Linked DNA regions of Sus scrofa: all the other regions are linked to region 3. The links are chromatin contacts, called in public Hi-C maps. All regions are on one chromosome and are shown on one strand. The core of a region is the stretch at or near the end of the contact, and the rest is flanking DNA. Distances in the headings are between cores, read along the strand shown. Region 1 holds the start of PPM1L (protein phosphatase 1L). Region 2 overlaps PPM1L (protein phosphatase 1L). Region 3 holds the start of KPNA4 (importin subunit alpha-3).

Region 1 (2,700 bases), core at 34-2,533, 190 kb before region 3:
ACCAGGTCATTACCACACCCCTCGCACTCAGGTCCTACCCCGCTGTGCACACAACTCTCCTGTTGTCTACACACGCACACACACACGCACACACATTCAAATCCTCAGAGAACTCCTACCTCGCCCCCGTGACCGTCGAAGATCCCGAAGATGGACGGGTGCGTCTTGTTGGCTAGGTCCGTAAGAACTTCGAAGCGGTCCTCCATGTGGTCTCTCCTGCCCTGGATGGAATATACAGCCACGTTATGGCTCTTGAACTCCCAGGTCTTGGAAAATTCGGCCTCCAGCACGTCGAGTCCCCCCAGTCGGTCATTCTGCATGATTTCTGCCACCTTGCCCTTCACCATCTTCACGGCGTCCCGGCTGGACTTGACGATGGTCTTCACCTCGTCCGTGTGGAAGAAGTAACTCCACAGCGCCAAGCTGATGCACAGCAGGAAGAGCGTCTCGGGTCTCAGCAAGAAGTAGCGCATGATGCGACCCAGTAGAGACAGCAAAGTCATTGTATCCTCTATCATTTATTATCGCTAGAGCCCCAACCACCAGCAGCGACGCACGCCCCGAAGGCTCGCTGGGTCCCGGAGCACTGCGGGGACAGCCTGAGGGGAGGGAGGCGGAGCAGTAGCAAAGTGGGGTGGGGGGAGCAGGAGGCAGATAAGCAGGCAGCTCGGAGCCGGCAAGGCGAACAAGGCAGTTTCCCTTTTGTCTCCCGGCCTCGGCTGCCCGGAGGCTCGTGCCCAGCGCACCCGCGCCTGTGCCCGCCGCCCGCGCCGCCTCCCTTTGTGAGGCGGCGGCGGCCAAGACGCCGGCGGTGGCAGCAGCAGTCGCGGGTGCCGAGGCTGGACGAGAAGGATCAAGTTAAAGTTGAGCCGAGCGGATCTGCCGCGGTGGGCGGGGGAGTTCTGGGGTGCTGGCGCCCGCGTGGCCCCTCCTCGGGTGCCCTCACCGCTCCGCGGAGCGATCGGCAGGTGAGGAAGTGCGGGACGCGAGAGCCTAGCAGGCGAGGGATGCACGTCCCCTCGGTCGCCGCTGCAGGGGAGCGCAGAGCGGGCCGATCGCTCCGAGTCCTTCACACACCCCGGGGAGCCCCAGAGAATAAAAGTTTTGCTAGAGCCTGGGCAGAAGTGGGGTTACGCGGAGCCCGGGGACGCAGCACGATCGGCGCGGAGCCGCAGGCGGCCGGCGGGGCTCTGCCTGCCTCTCCCCAGCACCTCCCAGCTTCTCTCCGCTCAGCTCGGCTCAGCTCGCGCGCACCCTCCTCGCGCTCCGGCTCGCGCTCGCCCCGCCCAGCGCGCGCTTGCCCCGCCCCGCCTCGCCCCGTCCCGCCCCTTGAGCCAGACTCAAGGCCCGGAGGTGCTCTAGTGGAGCTGTCAAAAGCAGAGGCAGCTCGGCAGCTGCTGGCGCGCTAGCAGCTGCGGACGGTCCAGGCAAAGGGAGAGGGGGGTGGCGGAAAGGGGCGCGTTTGAGGCCGAGCTCGAACGCATGGTCGTTTCTGCCTCCTGTGCGAACTCTCCGGACAATATAATATTGACCATGGCGGTCTGAACGGCGGTTTCGCTGGAGCAACTGCTACCGGCTGGAAAGCAGAGGGCCGCACGTGAGCGTCCCCCCCTCCGGCTGGCGGCACGGTAGTGCGGTCCCCGCCTCACCAGGCATAAGGCAAGCGAGAAGGGACGCACTTCTCCACGCTCGCAAAGGGAGGAGGAGAGGGTCGGTCCCTTGATTTTCTGTAACTGAGGCCTGCTTGGATCTGCTGAGAGGCGGAGAGCGAGCGTCTGGCCCAAAAGCTCTCTCTCGACGAGAAAACACCTCCCGAGAACAGCAGGATATGAGGACTCAGAGCCACGTGGAAGTGTGCTCTGATGATACCTCAGGAGCAACGCGGATGGACTGGCCTCTCCTCGACCTACCGCCGCCCCAGGAGCTAGGACTTAGCCACAAAGGCCATCTCTGGTCTCAACCCTTCCACGGAGACACACAGAGTGTCCTAGTGGAGCCCCGGAGGCCCTGCTGCTGGCGAGAGCTCTGACTCTGCTGTTCAGGTTTGCAGTTCCCTTTGAAGTTTCGAACTCGCGGCCTCCTACCACCTTCTCTGTCATCGCAGAAGGTGAAATGGCAGGAGACTTCCCAATAAGCAGAAGTGAATGGGCTTCCAGAAGGCATCAAAGATAACTTGTTGAAATATGGGCAGGTGTCTGTGGCCTTAGGATGTCGGGGAAAAAGAAGAATGCGCAAATCAGCTTAGAAAATGGACACCAGTGAGCTTTAAAGGAAAATATTCACACTTGCTACCCCTGTCCAGAAAGAGGAGTGCTGATCTGCAGCTTCCAGTCTGCTGGACTAGAGTGGAGGCTGACTGATTCCCAGCCCAGCCAGTGTCTCTCTCCCCAAGCACTCCTACTTTAGAGTGATCCCATTACGTTTAGAAAACAATAAAAATAAAAAGGAGTAGGGGTTCCCTGTTGGCCTAGCGGTTAAGGATTAGGCATGGTCACTGCTGTGGCTCGGGTGGGACCCCTGGCTCCAGAACTTATGCATGCTGCAGGCCCAGCCAAAAAATAAATAAAAAGAGATGAAACACTGGAAGGAAATACACCAAAATGTTCACAATGGTTAATTACAGTAGCGAATTATATGTGGCTTTCATTTTCTGCTTTGAACTTCTGTTTTCCTTAACTTTTCCAAAGGTTTTATAAAAGT
Region 2 (2,700 bases), core at 21-2,520, 250 kb before region 3:
TAACTGACCCCTCTTGTATTCATATCCAGGCTGGCATGTGGGCAGTCTTTAGAGCTCTCCAGGTGATTCTAATATGTAGCTCTGGGAGAGAACCCCTGCCCTAGATAATATTAAACATATCAATTAAAAGTAATGTATTACAAGTTTACTATGTCCCAAGAATTGTGAGTTACTGATTAAAAGGAAAAGTGTAGGACAAACCCTGCCCTCAAGACTAATCCAGTCTAAGGGGAAAAAGACTTAACTCCACAGTTACCATGGAGCAGAGAGCAGTGAAGAGGCCCAGCAGTGGGAGTGGTGTCAAAGGTGGCTTCTCCAACACCATGATCAAGCTGGGTAGGCCAGGAGAAGGTAGGGAAGGGCATCTCAGGAAGAGGGACCAGAATGTGCAAAGGCCCAGAAGTTGGAGAGTGGCTCCTTCCTTAGAGCTCTGCGTGTTGTTTTTTTTTTTTTACCAGTGAGGCAGAGCATGGATGTGAATACAAGAGGAATGAGGCTGGAGGTGTTTCCAGGCTTCCAAGAGGACCCAAACTGGTAACGTAAATGGACAAAGTAGTCTGAGTGTATGGCAACAGCTGGTGTGGTGGACTGCCCAACCCAAAGCAGGGTGGAGGGTGGGGGGTGGCTGTTGCTTCCTAGCTCCAGCCATTGAGAGAATAAAGGCTAAATATTGACACATCTTCCAGATTCTCAAAAGATGCCAAAAATCTGGTCCTTAATGTGAAATTCACAGGTTTTAAGACAGAGCAGAAGAAATAAACACGTCTGCAAGCCAGATACTGCCCAGAGCGCTCTAGGTATGGGCCACACCTTTTCACTACATTATAGAAAATTACTTAAAGGATTGTAAAGGGGTGAAGACAGCAGTATCCAATTTAGATTCAATTACACCTTAAATGTAAAACTGAACTGCAGTATTGCAGACAGCAATCTGATAAACCCAATTGTATAAAGCTTTCCCCCATAGTAATGCTAGTCAAGGTGCCACTGTTCTGAAATTACCCCCCTACTTTTTCATTTTCCAGATTCAATACAGGATCTTCTTACTTTTCACCTTAGGGAGAAAAAAAAGAATCTGATCGATATTAAGATGCAGGTAAAGACCACACTTATTAGGATTCAAGGTGATGTAAATTATAGTCAATCTGAATTACTATGCAGCTGGAGTACAGAGGTGGTAATCAAAAATCACAGATGATCCGCCAGGCTGGGCTGGGGCTCTAGGCCCTGGGCAGTGATCCTCTGTAGGCTGGGAATACAGCCAGCTGTCCAAGCAGGAGTCTGATAGGAGGGAGTGGAAAACCCAGATGCCAGGAGAAGGTCACCCAGTCCCCAGAGAGGACTTTGCTTCCTCCATTTGGGCTCCACCTCGACCTCCTCCCCAAGGTTAATTTCCCAAATGTAAGGGGAGAGGCAGATCCCTTATGCAGGACGATTAGCTGTCAAATTCTATAAGGGCCAACTGCAAACAGCACTCTAAGTTAGTACCCATGTAAAGTCACCAGGCGAAGCTCCACGCATGGTAAATAGAGCACTCATAGAAAATTCTCAAAAAAATCTATAAAAAGGCACTTGGCTTGAATTTCCAAAGGTATATTTCACAAACACAGTTGTCTATAAAGAAAATTAGCAAGTGAGAACATTTGTATGGTCTTATGGATTTCATTAGGGAAAACAATCCTAAATGCAAAACTGGGCAGTGGTAAGGAACACAACACAGACACATGGCTACAACTGATTCCCAAATCAAACAAATGGACAGAAGTATTGTCCAAAGACAGACAGTTTATCTAGCAAAATGCTAACTGCTTGATTTTTTTTCCTTCAGGTTTTAACAAAAAGAAAACATATCATTACCATGTCTGGTAAAATGCCTGTAATCTTTGCATGTCATTTCTAATTTTAGATATGGAAATGGGATTCTCTCAGGCATTCTGATTTCCAAAGAGAAGTTGTTGAACTGCAAGAAATTAGAATCTCCGAAAGCTTGGAAATTACACAGTAACAATGGTCCTTGCTTTCACAAGGAAGAGGCTGTTTAAAGTTAAAATACATTTAATAATCTCTACACTAAGTCTCTCAAATATTTTTTAAAGATTAAATATTACCTAAACTTGTAAAATATCTCTAAAGGCAGAGAAGGAAAAATAGCTTTGAGTGTGAAGACTCAAAACAATTTGAAGAACTGCTCTCTATCCATCAACTGCCATGCACTTTAATTGCAATTAAACAGCTTAAATAAAGAAATAATAGCAATAAAATCCTTGGAAGAGTCTCTTTTCAGCAAGGAAGAAAACAGTCACCTTAATGAAGCCATAAAGCACATTAGGATGTATTATACTTTAGAATGTATCAATAACACGAACACTTTAAGTCCTATCTAAACACACCTGAAGTACTATTTTAATTTTCTTATTGACAGAGAAATTGATATTTGTGCAAAAATCACCAGAGGTTTCTTTAAAATACATCACAAGTTCTTAATGTATGAAGCTGCTATTCAAAGAGAATGTAACTTTGATTAAACAAATCATCAGATGCTGAAATGGGGATGGTCCTGCCAAGGAGAGAGGCCTAAATTAATGACACCACATAGGGTAGAAGGAAAATGGACGACTGATATATTTGACAGCCTACTGGGGGAAAAAAACGACAAACACGCCTCTTTCTACTACTCAGGGGTTACTTCTGAGAGCACCC
Region 3 (2,700 bases), core at 58-2,557:
CAATTATTTCCAGGTACAGCTTCTGTTTGCCTAGGCAGCGGAAAGTACACAAAGAATTGAGAATTTTAAAGGTATTATTCTCATTTTAAACGCTTTATCGCCAAACTTTCTACTACAAAAAAAAAAAAAAAGAGAGAGAGAAAAAGAAAAAATCGTATGGAAGTGGGAGCGAAGGGGGCGAGGTTGTAAAAGTTCTCAAAGGACTTTAAATCAGGGTCGCCTCTCCCTATCTAGCCAAATTTAAACACACCCAAGTCTTCTAAACGTCCTCAATCCCAGCCCTGCTTTCCTTCTGACCTCAGTTACTGCTGACTTCTTCACATTTCCCTGTACATCTGAGGCGCTATCAATTGTACTTAAATATATTTCTAACCCATTTTCTCTCCTTCTTTAAAATATGGTATTATGTTCTTTTACAGCTTGTGTTATTTCTGCCTCTGATAATAACACTCCTGGTAAAGATGTATATCTTTCGAACTCATCTCCTTTCTCAACAGAAGTACAATATTACATTTTCTCTGTCAGGTACCACAGTCCTTGCCTTCCATAAGTTAGTACATTGTGGCCAGGGAGCTCCTTTAACTTTCGAAGACAAAATATCTAGGAGGTGGTACACCAAAGGATCATCAGAACGTTCCAAGTTCTCACCTGTTGAGGGAACTTGATTAGAGGGCATGAATCACATTTGTCTAAAGCGTCCTTTCACCCAATGTCCCTCCCGCTTTCCGCTGCGCCTCGCAAAGGCACGTCACTTTGGTCAGTCCAGGCCCCGCGGCTGGGCCCCCAGAAAGCAGGGACCCACTGCCAGGGTATGGAGCTCGGCCAAAAGGAGCGGAGGAGTCCGGACCCGGGATGGAGCCGAAGCGCAGATTGCACTTACTCTAAAGTCAGCAGAACGCGCAAAGAATGTCCTGGAAGAGAAGGTGCACCGAAAAGAACGTACTTTAACTCGGCTTCGACCCCGGACCCCAGACGTCTGGGGCGGGCTCTACAAACAAAAAGCAAACCAACTCTTTCCTGCGAGTCCCCTTCGCCTTCCCGCCTCCCTTCAACCTTTCCAATTCTCTTTCGGTTCCTTCCCCTAACCTCCGGAGGCACGTGGTCCCTCCGAGCTCTGCCCCCGCCGCACCCCTCCCTTCCTGGCCCGGCCCCCCGGCCCCTTCCTCCCAGAGTCGCCCGCTTCCCCTTTCCGTTCTCTCTTCCGCCCCCGCTCTCCATCGTTCTTTCTGATTGGTCGAGCGCACCGGGGTCTGGTTGGCCAATCGGCAAGCTGGGCTGGCGGTGATGGGCGTGGCCGCGGCGCCGGGGCCCTCAGATCGAGGCTGCCTCCCCCTCTCAGCCGGCAGCACATTCCGCCGCCGTTGCCGCCGCCCGGCCCCGCAGTTGTCTTCTCCCGAGCTGCTGTCGCGCAAGGGTTAGGGCTTGGGGGGGGGGACGGGCGGGAGAGGAGGAGAAGGCCGCTGCGGAGGCAGGTGTGAGGAGGAAGGAAGCGGCGGCGAGGCGAGCACAGCAGCTAAGGCGGCGGCCCGGTTCCTGGGAGTGTCGGTGCGGCGTGGTGGTTGGGGCGGATCCCGCGGGGCCCGGGCGGGGGAAGGAGTCACCGGCCCGGCCATGGCGGACAGCGAGAAACTGGACAACCAACGGCTCAAAAATTTCAAGAACAAAGGCCGCGACTTGGAGGTAAACTCGGGGGCGCAGGAGGGGTGGGGGCCGTGGGCCTCGGGTCGTCTCCGCTGGGACTCGGAGTATAGGGAGTAGGGGCGGGAGCCGCTGCCGGGCCGCGGGGGAATGGCGCTGGGGGCCGGCCAGTCCGTGACGCCTGTGCTAACGCGCCGGGAAGTTTGTCTAGGGCCTGGTCCACCTCTGCCGGCGAGCGAGGTGTGCCGGGGTACGGCCGGCGCGGCCTAGGCCTGCCCCACGGAGCCGGCCCGGCGCGAGTGCGAGGGGCTAGGCAGCGCGACTGGGAGGCCGGGTGCGGCGAGTGCGGAGGAGGCGTGCGTGTGCGGCGCTGCCCGGGCAGGGCTGCGGCCCCTACCCCGGTAGCGGCGGAGATTCCGGTTTTCGCTCCCGCACCGACGTCTGGCGCAGGGGGAAGGAGGGCGGTGGGAGGTGGGAGATCGGGCGTGTGGCGACCAAGTGGGGCTCGGAACTTCCTCAGCGAGGTCCGAGTCGTCTCCACTTAAAGGCATTTTTTCTGGTCTTCCCGACTCCCGCTTTACCCCTGCCTCCCTCCAATATCCAAACTACAGGAGTCAACTTCTCCGTTGAAAAAAACACCCCCGGCGTGAGAGGCCATCCTGGTGATGCTAACAGTGCCTTCCAGCGGCCTGTGTTTTACTGTGGATATAGTTGATTCAAGATGTGGCTCACGGTGTGCCCTCTTCTAGGCAGAGGATACCCCTTATTTCAGCTTGTTCACAAATCTCTTTACCCCCTCCTGAGAGACCAGCAGCTGCATTCTTACTCATAAAGTCCAAAGGGTTATACAAAGCTGTCATCCTCTAGTCTACAGTATCCTTTCCCTCCACCTGCAGGTGGTGGTAGTGGGGGATGGGTGGGCTGTGGAATGGCACCATCACATTTTTATTATTTTAAAAGGATGAAAAAAAACCCTTCATTATCTTAGGTAACAGCTGCTCCTGAGGTTCTTAGGCTACAGAAGGTGTGCAGGTTAAACACACACACAAATCACAGATTTTT

Evidence for each region. Hi-C and Micro-C count contacts between places; a contact is called where the count stands out from the background.
Region 1: a Hi-C map of liver shows a contact between it and region 3, with 4 times the contacts expected there. The contact joins the promoter of PPM1L here to the promoter of KPNA4 in region 3. A contact is called at or near these places in 1 of 5 promoter capture datasets (liver), 9 of 47 Hi-C or Micro-C datasets (alveolar macrophages, blood, fetal skeletal muscle and 4 more) and 2 of 2 datasets of contacts at active chromatin or transcription factors (alveolar macrophages and skeletal muscle).
Region 2: a Hi-C map of skeletal muscle shows a contact between it and region 3, with 2.3 times the contacts expected there. The contact joins the enhancer-like site here to the promoter of KPNA4 in region 3. A contact is called at or near these places in 4 of 47 Hi-C or Micro-C datasets (liver, psoas muscle and skeletal muscle) and 1 of 2 datasets of contacts at active chromatin or transcription factors (skeletal muscle).

Annotation. Positions count from the first base shown.
Region 1 is chr13:100,441,028-100,443,727 of Sscrofa11.1, reverse strand. It overlaps PPM1L (protein phosphatase 1L), which reads right to left and starts at 1,283. Exons shown (of 4, transcript XM_021069737.1): 1 at 120-1,283. The coding sequence starts at 518.
Region 2 is chr13:100,499,336-100,502,035 of Sscrofa11.1, reverse strand. The region is part of intron 1 of PPM1L (protein phosphatase 1L); the gene reads right to left. Among named protein-coding and RNA genes, the nearest start is that of PPM1L, 58 kb to the right of the region's middle. Within about 2 kb of position 1,270, at least 8 of the 83 cell types and tissues checked have an H3K27ac peak or open chromatin away from gene starts, as enhancers often do. A contact at or near this core is called in liver and skeletal muscle, where this site is marked.
Region 3 is chr13:100,251,684-100,254,383 of Sscrofa11.1, reverse strand. It overlaps KPNA4 (importin subunit alpha-3), which reads left to right and starts at 1,307. Exons shown (of 17, transcript XM_021069735.1): 1 at 1,307-1,680. The coding sequence starts at 1,612.